Regions from separate parts of the Zea mays genome. Here region 1 is linked to region 2. Evidence: chromatin contacts called from public Hi-C data. All regions are on one chromosome and are shown on one strand. The core of a region is the stretch at or near the end of the contact, and the rest is flanking DNA. Distances in the headings are between cores, read along the strand shown. Region 1 holds the start of LOC103629196 (AP2-like ethylene-responsive transcription factor TOE3). Region 2 holds the start of LOC100279015.

Evidence for each region. Hi-C and Micro-C count contacts between places; a contact is called where the count stands out from the background.
Region 1: a Hi-C map of ear shows a contact between it and region 2, with 2.3 times the contacts expected there. The contact joins the promoter of LOC103629196 here to the promoter of LOC100279015 in region 2. A contact is called at or near these places in 3 of 25 Hi-C or Micro-C datasets (bundle sheath, ear and tassel) and 1 of 3 datasets of contacts at active chromatin or transcription factors (leaf).

The regions. Positions count from the first base shown.
Region 1 is chr6:36,816,489-36,822,879 of Zm-B73-REFERENCE-NAM-5.0, forward strand. It overlaps LOC103629196 (AP2-like ethylene-responsive transcription factor TOE3), which reads left to right and starts at 3,179. Exons shown (of 10, transcript NM_001328266.1): 1 at 3,179-4,165; 2 at 4,283-4,308; 3 at 4,430-4,460; 4 at 4,554-4,641; 5 at 4,719-4,864; 6 at 5,210-5,254; 7 at 5,358-5,518; 8 at 5,674-5,819; 9 at 6,200-6,319. The coding sequence starts at 3,654.
Region 2 is chr6:36,043,224-36,050,121 of Zm-B73-REFERENCE-NAM-5.0, forward strand. It overlaps LOC100279015, which reads left to right and starts at 2,667. Exons shown (of 2, transcript XM_020539838.3): 1 at 2,667-3,084; 2 at 3,196-3,627. The coding sequence starts at 3,004. The coding sequence ends at 3,279. It overlaps LOC103629190 (interactor of constitutive active ROPs 2, chloroplastic), which reads right to left. Exons shown (of 4, transcript XM_020539837.3): 3 at 6,133-6,307; 4 at 3,914-5,881. The coding sequence ends at 4,229.

The DNA.
Region 1 (6,391 bases), core at 1,929-4,428, 770 kb after region 2:
GGATAGGCATATCATAAACCTTATAATCACCGATTTGACGTTGTACCATATTTGCAAGGGACCACGATATCGAATTTCTCTAAATTTTCTGATGAACGCGGAAAAAACACGCACGGGCACGTAAGTTAGTTCTTAGCGGGCCTAAAAGAATTGGTTGATAGGGAAGCGTACTGTATCCGTTTATTTTTGTTGTCCCTTATTGGTACCGCATTCGCATGGAACGCAGCCCTGCTGGCTAACTCTATCAACTCTTGCGGGGGAATTAGAGCAGAAATTTTATGAATACTTTTTCTCAGGAGAGCATGAGTTAGAACTAGCTGATTTAGCTTTAGTCCGATAGGGGAATAGAAAATTGGTTAATGACTATATTCGGGTGTTCCGGGACACTAGAAACTGATGCTTCCAAATCCATATGTCGCGGACAAACAGCTAGCAGGGCTGGATTTTAATGGGTTGCAATCTTACCTAAAAGAAAAGTAGATGGCACCCAGTTCTTTTCATTAGTACAGGTGCACCAGCGAGCGTTGGCATGTGAAAGCCGAAATAAAGAGTCATCTAAATCGGCTAGCCATAATGTGCTTCTAGTGGAGCGCGATAGCTCGGATGATGAATCTACAGGTATATACAACTGAATTTGTTTGGTTAACGCAGGCCAAACCTTTGGCATGCTCTTCTTAATTTACAGCCAGTTCAAAAGAATCGACAAGAAGAACGAAGTTAAATGTACCTTTAATGTTGCCAAGTTTGACAGAATATTTGATGAGCTATTAAAGAGTGGTAACATTAAAGTAACTCATATTATCCCTCCTCTAGATGAACTAAAGAGACGTGCTTATTGCAAGTGGCATAATTCTTGTTCTCATGCCACCAATGATTGTAATGTTTTCCGCCAGCAGATATAATCAGCCATACATAAGGGTCGGTTGAGTTTCTAGGAGAGGAAAATTGACAAACAACCATTTCCTATCAATATGATGGAGCTAACAGATAAAAAAGTCTTGGTTCGACTGGATGTGGCCGATAAAGACAAAGGCAAAAATATTATCGTTGGTAGTCTTCACATGTCAGAAACATTGCAAGGAGTAATTACTCAGAAGGCTCCGGACAAAAGGACTAACAAGGTCGAAGGCACCGGGGGGCAAGCATGATCGGCTAACTGATTAAAGCTCCTTACCCAACGCATCGCGAACGACCCGGTGCTTCCATGTGGTTGGTCTAGAACCCACACATACAATCTGACTCATCTCATTGAACGCTGGCAGCAACCAGAGGCTGAAGTGTCCACACACCTTTAAAAGCATCGATAACCAGAAACAGGTACGTCGAAGCAAAATTCATCTAAAACTTCTGGTGGGATGGTTAAAGCCATCCCTGCTTTTGAAAAGGCCGTCCCTGCATTTGGCCAACAAAACCACTCCGGTCACCTACAAAGGCAATACAACTGAATAAAACGGTCCAACAGGCGACGCAACAAGGGTCGTCTGTTCAACTAATGATGCCATAGTACTTTCCACTAGCCTATTCATCGACGATATATTTTCCTGTTCAAACATGGGGTAGTGCCGCAATGAACCCGTATTACATGTGTCAGTGCTTTGCTTATTTGAGCTGGGGTACCACAATTTTGTACCTCTATTGATTCATTGATCAAGTAGTCATGTCCGAGAAAGATGCAATCCTAAACGACCTTTATGCTCTAGAACTCTATTGAATACTCACTCTATTAGATTGAAAAGCCGGTGACCTGCATCGGTTGAGTTCTTACATCGAAAAACAAAAGGACTTGTGAGATTTGTTGTTTCTTGAAGGGTGCTAATAGTGTAGATGCTTTTTGTTCATCAACCTCCACCAAAAGGAAGGGGCATGTGTTGAGCACCAAATTAGCTACCGGACAGTCCGGCCCTATAGTCCTTACGGTCTAGAGTGCGCGGTGACGGCACAAACGGTCTGCATGTGAATAGAATAAGTTAGCCCTAGTTTAGCCTTCCTCTACCTCAATTCTTCGCCTCTCTTCAGCTCTATGTTGACTAGAAACGCCTTGGGTGACCTGTCGACCATAAGAAAACCCTTGGATCTCTCCTCCCGACGCGGTCCCTCACGGGAGGCGAGATTCAGGTTCTTCGTGATAAAATCGGTTCGGGTACAGATATTTTTTGCCGCCCGTGGGTTACCCGTGGATATTCGTAAAAACTAAAAAACTAGTGAACATGTATCATGAAGACTTAAAGTGTTTCCATATTATATTCTGTATGCCTGTGTTGACGCATAATTCATGAAGACTTGTTTGAAGTGTTCCATGTACGCATAAGTTTTCTGGAATTTTTGCTGGTTATGATTGTATTTTCTGGAATTTTCTATATTATATATATATATATATACCCGATATCCGACGGGTACGGACACGAGTATAATTTTTTTATCCGCGAGTACAGTTGCGGGTGGGTATGGCTAATATCCGCGGGTACGGTCGTGGACGGGTATTTATTATACTCGACCTGTGACATCCCTAATAGTGTTTGGTGCCCTATCGACGTCCGCACAACCTAAAAATCTTGTCACGACACACAGAAAAAATAAGTCTTTCTACTCTATTACATCTATGAGGGTAGAAAATGTTTTTCTTATACATGGTACACATGCACGCTAACATAATAACATGCATTATTTGCAATGCTCATCGCTTGCAAGACTCATTTCTCAAACAAAGAGAAATTGTTCCTTCACGGTCCTCAAACAGCCTAGTCTATGGTAGGCAGGCAGGAGAAGCCGAGGAGGAAGCACCTGCCAAAACGGAGAGAGGAGATATTTTCGACCAGCGCGACATGCATGGCATGGCAAACTATATATCGTCATCATCATTATTATCATCTGACCCTCTTTTTTTTTCACTCTCACTCCCATGTTTTTATTCCCGGGCGGGGCCGTGTGGGTGTGGGTTGGGATGGCCGGATTGGGGTCCCGGGGTGGAGAAATGACAAATCCAGGCCCGCAGGCGGCCACCCACCAAATCGGACGACGCAGGGTGCCCAAATCAGGAAGGATTTTAAGGTTAACCGGCCACCGGCGGTGACCGACGCCCCACCCCACTCTCCTTCTCCTATTCTATCTATATATCACCCGCCTCTTTTTTCTCCCTCACTCCGCCACACCTTCCCTCTTCTTCCTCAGCTCCGTCGCCCACCGCCGGAGCTCCGAAAGGCCCCGCGCCCGCCGCCTTTCCTGTAAAAAACCCAACCTTTAGCTAGCTAACCGCTCCTCTTCTCCCCCTACTCCCCTTGCCCAAATCAGAGAAGATATTTAACGGAGGAGGGGAAGGAGAGGATATTTAGCTGATTGTTGATTGGTGGTCCGGGGTACGGTGTTCTTGAGTCGTGAAGCGACCGTACAGTGGCTAGGGCCGTCTCCGGGTTGCGTGCAGGATGGTCGTCAGAGATCGGGAGTGAGGAGGCAGCTCGTGGTCGTGGAGGCTAAATGTACCGCAAGAACGACTCGGCACTCTCCTGTTTCTACCTCTTCCTCCTCTGGTTCTTCTTCTTGAAATAGACCAGCGCCAGCCACCAGGTAGCTACCTACTAGCTAGCAGCCCAGTTGCGACTGGGGACGGGCTGCTGCTTGCAAGTTGGAATCTTGGAGCAGGAGCAGAGGAGCGGGAGATGGAGCTGGATCTGAACGTGGCCGAGGTGGCGCCGGAGAAGCCATCGGCGGCGCTGGAGGCGAGCGACTCGGGGTCCTCGGGCTCGTCGGTGCTGAACGCGGAGGCGGCATCGGCGGGCGGCGGGGGGCCCGCGCCGGGGGAGGAGGGGTCAAGCTCGACGCCGGCCGTGCTCGAGTTCAGCATCCTCAGGAGCGACAGCGACGCGGCCGGCGCGGACGCCGACGACGGCGACGCCACGCCGTCGCCACCTCGCCACCACCAGCAGCAGCTCGTCACCCGGGAGCTCTTCCCGGCGCCGCAGCATTGGGCCGAGCTCGGCTTCTTCCGCGCCGGCCCGCAGCAGCAGCCGGACATCAGGGTCCTGCCGCACCCGCACCCGTACCCGCCCCCGCCGCCGCCCGCGCAGCCGCAGCAGGCCAAGAAGAGCCGCCGCGGCCCGCGCTCCCGCAGCTCGCAGTACCGCGGCGTCACCTTCTACCGCCGCACCGGCCGCTGGGAGTCCCACATCTGGTCAGTAGCACTGCAAGCTCACCATGCGCCCTTTCACCTACCGACCAATAATCGCTTGTGATTCTGACACCCAAATGTTTCGTCTTCCTGTGCTGTCCTGTTCCTCGGAAATGGCAGGGATTGCGGGAAGCAGGTGTACTTAGGTGAGCAGCAATAAGCAGATCGATCTGCAGCATAAATTTCCCGTTATTAACTAGTTCGTGATCTCGATCGAATGGCCTAATTAACCGATTCGGTGATCTGGCCGATGGCCAATCTACGCAGGTGGATTCGACACTGCTCATGCCGCTGCAAGGTAACGATCAATCCATCCATCCACCCTTGTCTAGCTACCCCACCGACCGGCCGGATTAATGGACCGCTAGCTCTCGGGACGGGCTTGCTGCAGGGCGTACGACCGAGCGGCGATCAAGTTCCGCGGCGTCGACGCCGACATAAACTTCAACCTCAGCGACTACGACGACGATATGAAGCAGGTACATACACGAGTGTTCTTGCAGCTAGCACCGACTGAAACATCTGCTGAACGTACACGCATGGCCCTGTGCACCAGATGAAGAGCCTGTCCAAGGAGGAGTTCGTTCACGCCCTGCGGCGGCAGAGCACCGGCTTCTCCCGCGGCAGCTCCAAGTACAGGGGCGTCACCCTGCACAAGTGCGGCCGCTGGGAGGCGCGCATGGGGCAGTTCCTCGGCAAGAAGTAAGAAACAACACTTCGTTTGCAGGCGCTGTACTTTGCTGCAGATTATTTCATTTCATCCTTGCATGTGCCTTTCCTTTCCATCCACTCACTTGATGGCTGTAGTCTCGATAGAGTTCGTTCGTTCGTACTTCGCACCAGATGAACTCCCACGCACATGATTTAGTACTAGTTTTACCATGCATTGTTCAGTAAAAGTATATGCTTGCTTGATCAGTGGTTGTTTCAATCAGAAGATTAAAAAAACGGAATATTAATATAAAAAAAAGGGGAAGTGGCTAGGGAATTCCTCAGTCCTAGCTAGCTAGCTCACCGGTGGGAACGCCATGCTTGGCTTGGGTGCAGGTACATATATCTTGGGCTATTCGACAGCGAAGTAGAGGCTGCAAGGTTGTTCACCTCGGACGATTCTGCCATTTGTTCATATACACCATGCCTTTTGATTTCTCTCTTGCAATTTCTCTTCTTTTATCATGGCTTTTGATTCCCAAAGGGTTGAGTACCGACTCGATATTCGATTCTCCCTGCCGTTTCGTGACCCCAGGGCGTACGACAAGGCCGCGATCAAATGCAACGGTAGAGAGGCCGTGACGAACTTCGAGCCCAGCACGTACGACGGGGAGCTGCTGCTGACTGCTGAAGCTAGCGCAGAAGGTAATTAAGTAGCTGCTCGCTGCCATGTAATCTTCAGATGACGCCGCTGTTAATTATTAGCTCATCAGCTTTCGGACGATGCCCTTGTTTTTCGGTTGAACCGGGGTGAACTTTCTGAATTTGAGATTTGATTTTTTTTGTTTCTGCTTCTGCAGTTGCTGACGACGTTGATCTGAACTTGAGCATCTCGCAACCGGCATCGTCCCAGAGCCCCAAAAGAGACAAGAACTGCCTTGGTCCGCAGCTCCACCACCACCATGGGCGGCCGTTTGACGGCTCCGCCGTTCTGAAGAAAACCAAGGCAAGCGCTAAGTAATAACGCTACGTACCTTGACAAGTATCAAAATCAGTAAAACTTTCCTCTTCGTCAAACCCTATCTCTACCGACGGCTGTTAGTTGCCCGGTTTTGATCATTTGACAATTAAACACATACCCTCTCGCAAGTCGGGATCATTTTTAGCTAGGCGGACTAGTTTATCGCCAAGCAGCGAGTTTCTCTTTCGGGGTGGGTGATCGCGACAGCTGAGCAGAATACTTCTTCTTCGTCTACTTTTTCTCCTTCCTCCTACCAAAATTGAATTGTTTAAGGAAAATTTATACAGAGAGCGGCGTGGACAGCTTTGGATGGAGCTGCCGATAATTCAACTGAAAATCTCTCGCTTCTTCTTCTTCTCATGCAGATCGATGCTCCGTCTGAGCTGTCGTCGGCGGGCCGCCCTCACCGGTCGTTCCTCCCTCATCTCGTGGCTGCCGAGCATCTACCGCCTCGGTCTCACCCCTTCTTCATCACACACCATGAGGTTAGACGACACTATACAGTACTGAATCATTTGCAAAGGTTTGTCAAGCTAGCTAGATTGGCATCATAATAC
Region 2 (6,898 bases), core at 1,417-3,916:
GAGGAGGCCACAAAGGCCGGGTCTTTTTCAACCCTTTCCCTCTCTCAAACGGTCCCTCGGACCGAGTGAGCTTCTCCTTCTCAATCAAACGGGAACAAACTTCCCCGCAAGGACCACCACACAATTGGTGTCTCTTGTCTTGGTTACAATTGAGTTGTTTGCAAGAAAGAATGAAAGAAAGCACGATTGCAAAAGCCAAGCAACAAGAGCGACAAATAACACACGGATCACTTTCTCTCTCAAGTCACTAATCACTAATGATCTCTTTTCTCAATTGTGAAACTTGGAGAGATGGAGGCTTTGAATGTGTCTTGGAATGGATTGCTAGCTCTTGTATTGAATGTTGAAGGTTGGAATGCTTGGATGAAGTGAATGGAGGTGGTTGGGGAGGTATTTATAGCCCCCAACCACTTTCTAGCCGTTGCTCCATTCTGCCGACCGCGGACGGTCCGCCCGCCTGGTCCGGACGGTCCGCGCCTGTAGATCAACGGCTGAAAATGCAACGGTCAGCAGTAACGGCTATATCAACGGCTATATTGCATTTAATGCGTCGTCAGATGTCAGATAAAGTCAGGCGCGGACGGTCCGGTCGTGCACCCCGGACGGTCCGCGCGGACGCTATAATTCATTTTTCCGAACCCGTCACCTTCGGGTTTTTCGGTTCCTCACCTACCGGACGGTCCGCGCCTGAGGCCGGACGGTCCGCGCGAGGTCCCAGACGGTCCGCTCTTTTCCTTCTGACGGTCCATAGTGCAGACTTAGATTTTTGCATTGGTCCTGTCCGAGGGTCATCCTGGTGGTGCGGACGGTCCGCCGCAAGGGCCCGGACGGTCCGCGCTTGGCCTGTTTTTCCAAAAAGCTTCTCCTGTCCGGAATAATCTACGGTATTCCGGACAGTCGATTTAGTATGTTTGTAGATGAACCTTTGGCACCTGTAGAACATATATTCTAGAGCAAACTAGTTAGTTCAATAATTTGTGTTGGGCAATTCAACCACCAAAATTATATAAGAACTAGGTGTAACCCTAATTCCCTTTCAGTCTCCCAGTCAACTTTGGGTTGCTGGACCGTTGTCTCCTTATAATGTAATTATTTATTTTGTACAGAACTCCTATTATATTGTAAAGATGTGACATTCGATCCTGTGCCATGATTCATCATATGTGTGAGACTTGGTCCCAGCACACCTGGTGTTTATGTTCGCGCCCGGGCTTTGGACCCCTAAAACCCGGGTGTGACACCGTGGCCGAGCGGCGAGCGAACGCCAGTCGCCAGGCAGAGCCACAGAGACAGCGGTAACAGACAGCGCGATCAGGGCAGGCGAACAGGCGCATGCAGGCGGCGGGCAGAGGAACAGGCGTAGGCAATTGGATTAGCGTCTGGACTCTGGGCCTCTGGCGTAGCAGGCTGCAAATCTGCAATTGTCGCTGTGGCCTGTGGAATATTGTTTATGGGGTGGGGGGCCACCAGCTTCGTGGGGCTCGGTGCGGTGGCACCGGCTGCCACCCCCCAGGGTCGGCCCTTCCTATGATACAAGGTTCAAGGGTTTTGTTTCCCTCCTTCGGCATACTCAAACACGGCCCAGATACAAAAGCATAGAGTGGCGTCGGTCCATACAATAGACATACATTAAACCCACTCCCTCCCGCGTATCTTGAATTTGGCCTCCTCTTGCGCTCGCCACGACGAAATCCACCTTCGTCTTGGCCTTCCACCTATAGTTGTACATAGAGCTTGGGCCCGTAGTCTGGTCTGGTCCATGTCTAGCCCGACATAGTTGCTAATGCGCCTGGGCTGGCACGGCCCAGAGGAGCAGATCGTGCCTGGCCTGCTCCCGCTAGGGTAGCCCGGTAACGACGCTGCCAGTTCGACGCCGTCCTGATGCCCAGTATACCCCCATACCCCCACTCCCAGCGCCTCGGGTCCTCGCCTCGCATTTGCCTACCTTCGCCTTGATCCGGCGATCTCATTGTCTCCTCGCTGACCGTCGCCCTCGGCCCCCGTCCCTAACTTCAGTGACCTCGATCCAGCAATACAACACCATCTCCCCTCTCCATGTCTCCTCTCTCTCTCGATGAACTATGTGAGTTCGTGTTGTAGCCTAGTCTCTCCTCCCCCGCTCGTTGTCGTTTCTAATCAGTGTCTCTCGTCTAGGTGCCCGATGTCTTCTCCAACTCCAGGCTCCGGTTGCACAAGTAAACTCTAACCCTAACCCTAGATCTCTAATTATTTTGTGTAGGTCAGTTGTCGATGCCTCGTCTTCCTCCTCTAGAGTAGACTAGGCATGTACGACGGCTGCACGCACCGTTGAGGAACGGTGTAGATCGATCGTCCGTGGTAAAGATCGCCATGTATTAGAGTTGAGGAATGATGACGAGGTCTATTCGCTCACCGGCAATGATGACTTTCGCACGACAAGGCTTGTCTCCAATGACAAAGACGACATTAGGCGAGACGCTGTTGCATGCCTTGTTCGGTATCGATGTCTTGTGTTTGAAAATTCTAAAATTTACCATATTTTAGAGGTGTTGTATATCTGGGGGGCTCCTGTGCTCCAACGGACCAACCCAACACAAAAACAAATCCGTAGGATCGTGCCGAGGTCGACGTCCAGAGTCCAGACACGTGAGCCACTTTAAGTACGGCCCGTGAAAACGCCGCGCCGTGTCGGCCCGTTGACTATCGGGTGATGTCCTTCACTGTTGTTGACAGAAAACCTCTCTTCTCTGCCGCAATGGTAGGCAGGGCACGCGTCCTAGAAGCGAGGCCAGGTGTCGCGCCACCGAAGCTCGGCGCCGCCACGTCTTCTCTCTGCGGGCAGCTTGCTTTGATCCTTCCCCTGGGTTCCAGTTCCAGCGTCTGCTTGCTTGCTACCACGCCTCCTCATCTGCTGCCACCGGCGTCTCTCCTTCCCAGCTGGGGCCCTGAGCTGAGAGCAGAGCAGGGAGCGAAACTTTGCGCTGAGATTGAGCTGCTCCTACTTGGAAGGCGGCGGCGTCGGCAATGGGGTCGGAGACGTTCGTGGAGATCCTGCTGGCCATCCTGCTGCCGCCGGTCGGCGTCTTCCTCCGCTACGGCATCGGGGTAATTAACACTCAGCTTAGCATCTGATTAATTGATGCATCGTCGTTCTCATCAGATGTGTGTAAGTAAAGTAACTGCTTGCTCGCGATCTACTGTGTGCCTGCCCTGCAGGTTGAGTTCTGGATCTGCCTGCTGCTCACCATCCTGGGATACATCCCGGGCATCATCTACGCCGTCTACGTCCTCGTCGCGTGAAAGCACAACATGGTGTGGTAGGTATGACGACGATGGTGACCGTCCGCCCGCCCGCCGGGAGCTGGAATATATGAGACCCAGACCCAGTGCTTCTGATCCATCCATTCCATGCATGCAGTGATGCAGGCATACGTACGTTTAGCCCATGCTGTATGTTTGTGTCTTGCTTTAGTTAGCTTTAGCTAGCTGCTTGCAGCTTAGCTTCTCTCAGCTCGTCTACCGGTCCGTTTTGCTGTGCCCATGGACATGGATGGGAAGAAGGAACCGTAGCTTGTATGCAAGTGTGTACTAGAGTCCAGAGTTTCTACTCTGCTACTGATTCTGAATCCAGACATGTTTTCTGAGATCTTCCTTCGTGCTAGCCGTGCTGAATTCTTATGGAAGCAGAGGTGCATGCACTGCGACGTTCGTTGGTAGCTCTTCCGCAACGGCATCCCCGACGGCTTCCTCTCTCTCTCTCTCTCTCTCTCTCTCTCTCAACTAAACGGGTACCTGGATTCCAGTGAAATCGCGCTGAGAGAACGCGCAGTGATACTGCCCAGATACATACATCCAAATCATCAGCCAGGCAAGTAACGTATTAGATGTACAGCATAGCTTCTGAAGGGAAAATGAAATAAAAACGCTTCAAAAAGAAAAAAGAACCAAGAACATGTCACATGTGGGAATTTTTTTGACTGAATGAAGCATAGTAAGGTACAGAACAGGCAGCCAAAAGCAGCTGCTCCTCGACACGAGGTTCACTCAAGTACCAGCCAAATGTTATCAGACAGAGACGATCATGCTTCCTACCACCTAGACTAGAGCTGTGTCTCCGTGTCTTGTCCAGAAAGAGCGTCGTCGTCTTCCCTGCAGCATTCACCAGTATCCCTCCTACTCATACTGCTGCTATTGCATCACCTCGCACCTACGGCTATCCCGGACCCCGTCCACCCCATCTCAGTCTCACTCACTTGGGGCTCTTCTTCCAGAGCCCGCTCATCCTGCGCAGCACGCCGCCGCCGCCGCCGCCGCCGCCGTTGCGCCGCTTGGGTGACTCCTCGTCCACGTCGTCCGAGAATGGCGAGCTCATCAGCTTCCCGCCGATGGAGCTGCCGTACTCGGGCCCCAGCGACCCGGTCCTCTCCACCGTGCCGCCGTTGCCGTCCTTCCCCCCACCCCCACCGAGCGCGGCTGCAGCCGCCTCCGCGGCCTTGCGCCACTGGTCGGACTGCACGCGCAGGCGCCGCAGCTCCGCCTCCATCTCCGCGCCGGCCGCCTGGGCCGCGTCCAGCTGCTCCGACGCCCGCGCAGCGCGCCGGCTGCTCCTGTCCGCCTCGTCCGTCACCAGCCCCAGCCGCATCCGCACGTCCTGCTCCGCGGCCTTGGCCAGCTCCAGCTCCGCCACCGCCGCCTCGTACTTGCGCCGCAGCTCCGCCTCCGCCCTGCCCGCCCCCGCCTTCAGCGCCTCGTTCTCCTCCGCCAGGCTCTGCAGCGCGTTCTCCTTGTCCATCAGGCATGCCTTCAGCTCCGCCGCGTCGGTGATGGACCTCATCAGCTTCGCCTCCAGCTCCGGCTGCTGCATCGCGTCTGGCCTGTGAGGATCTGCGGCGGCTCCTGCCATTGCCTCCATGAGTGCATCGTTCTTGTTCTTCAGCTCCAGCCTGAGCTCGCACAGTTCGCGGGCGCACTCGGCCCTCACACTCTCCAATGTCTCGTACAAGCCTCCAGTCTCGATAGTCATCCGAGTTTGCTGCTCCTGGTACCTGATCTCAGCGACCTCAAGAGCAGTCCGCAACTGTTCGATCTCTGGGTCATAGCTTCCACAGCTCCCATTGGCGTCGGCGGCACTTGTGGTCACCAGCACCTTCTGCAGAGCCTCAGTCTCAGAGCGGACATCAGTATTGGCCTTGGCCTTGGCATTGTCCGTGTCATGTGACTTCTTCATATCTTCCTGGAGCGATGCCACGAGAGCCTTGGACTCATTGAGCTCCATGTCCTTCGACCTCAGGCATTCCTGCATGCGGACGCCCTCAGCTACAAGTGAGTCAATGGTGGCCTTCGCTGTCTCCAGCTGCTGCTTGGTCTCATTTACCGTGGCATTTGCCTCAGCCGCAGCCCTGTCACTCTCGCTGACATTCACCTTCAGGCCCTCAATGGTCGCTAGGCGGATCTCCATCTCCTGCTTCAAGCCCTCGATCTCAGCTTCCACGTACTCGCACTGCTTCGCGCGGGCCGCGTCAGACTCTGCTGAAGCTTCCAGCTGCTGCTTCAGCCGCTGGATCTCGGACATGGCCGAGCCGAGCGCGGCTGCGTCCGCTGATTTCTGCCTCTGCACTGCCTCGAGTTCCGACTCCCAGGCACGGTCACGTTCCTGCGAGATCTTGCGCAGTTCCTGGAGACGGGATTCCTCCGCAGCTGAGAACTCGTCAAGCTGGCGCTGCAACTCCTCCAGCTTCGAGGCGGCTGCAGCCTGCTCTTGCGTCTTTGCTTCCTCGGCTTCCTGCTGCGCATGGCGCCTCCGTGCCTCTGACGAGCTAAGTTGCTCCTTGGCCTTCTTCAGTTCATCTTGCAGCTGGCTGACCTTGGACTCCAGTTCCGATAGCCTGCTTGGGCGCTTCTTCTGAAACGGAGCGTAAATTATGTGACCAAACGATTCAACATGACGCAAACCATGTCACAGACAAATATGTAGTTTCTATGCTGAACAATACAGAAATGTTGAAATAATCATAACAAGATAAAGTTGTTTGCTCAAAGTAAATTGGGTACTTTACAGGGTTTCCAATCATGATGCTAGCATAAGGAAAACTGAATGTTAGAAAACAGGACAGGGAGTGAAGATAATGTGCTGGCTGCAAGATATACCACTACCTCAGTAATTGGGCTCCGTGGAGACCGCCTCTCAGTAACCTTAGGGCTCCTCTCCGTAGGCGTTCTTGTCGGGGTAACTCCTGTAGAATCGGTTTCATTCCCTCCGGTTTTGGCCACACGAGATGCCCGCGGTGTCCTTGGAGAAGTCCTCTGCGGGGCATCTGAAGACCCACTCCTGCAAAGAGAGCTTAAATGTAAAACTCTAGCATCAAGTCGTGACAAAAGGAGCACTGAAAGAAATTAACAAGCTAAAACAGGCTAAAATCTGAGATTTTATCAATTGTGATTGCCAACATGTATGAACTAATCAGGCTGAGTGCATACTGTACAAGGTACGGCTACAGAGAGACATGTACTACATACCAAAATAGCCATGATTCTAGCATCTACAGTTAAATTTGAAAATCCTTGCTTTCTTGTTATGTAAATGCCGACTTTTAGTACAAAGAAAATTTCTGGTACCAATGCCCAACTCCAGCTAATCGCATTAACTTAATTAGCCTCAAACCTCAATGAATCCACAGAACTAAATCCAGATAATATAAACATACAAAGGCGTTGAAACCTTAGTACAACAAGGAGATGTGAATTCATGATGCACTGAACATGTGGCAAGATGGTATCCTTTTTATTTTATGAACTGGAAATATTGGAGCCCAACAGTTTGACTATTAAAAAGTCAGTCAATTTGACGCCTCTTCTTTGAAGAGGTTCAAGCCAGAATAATTACATTATCTAGAAAAGCACGGTTTATCTTTGCATATTC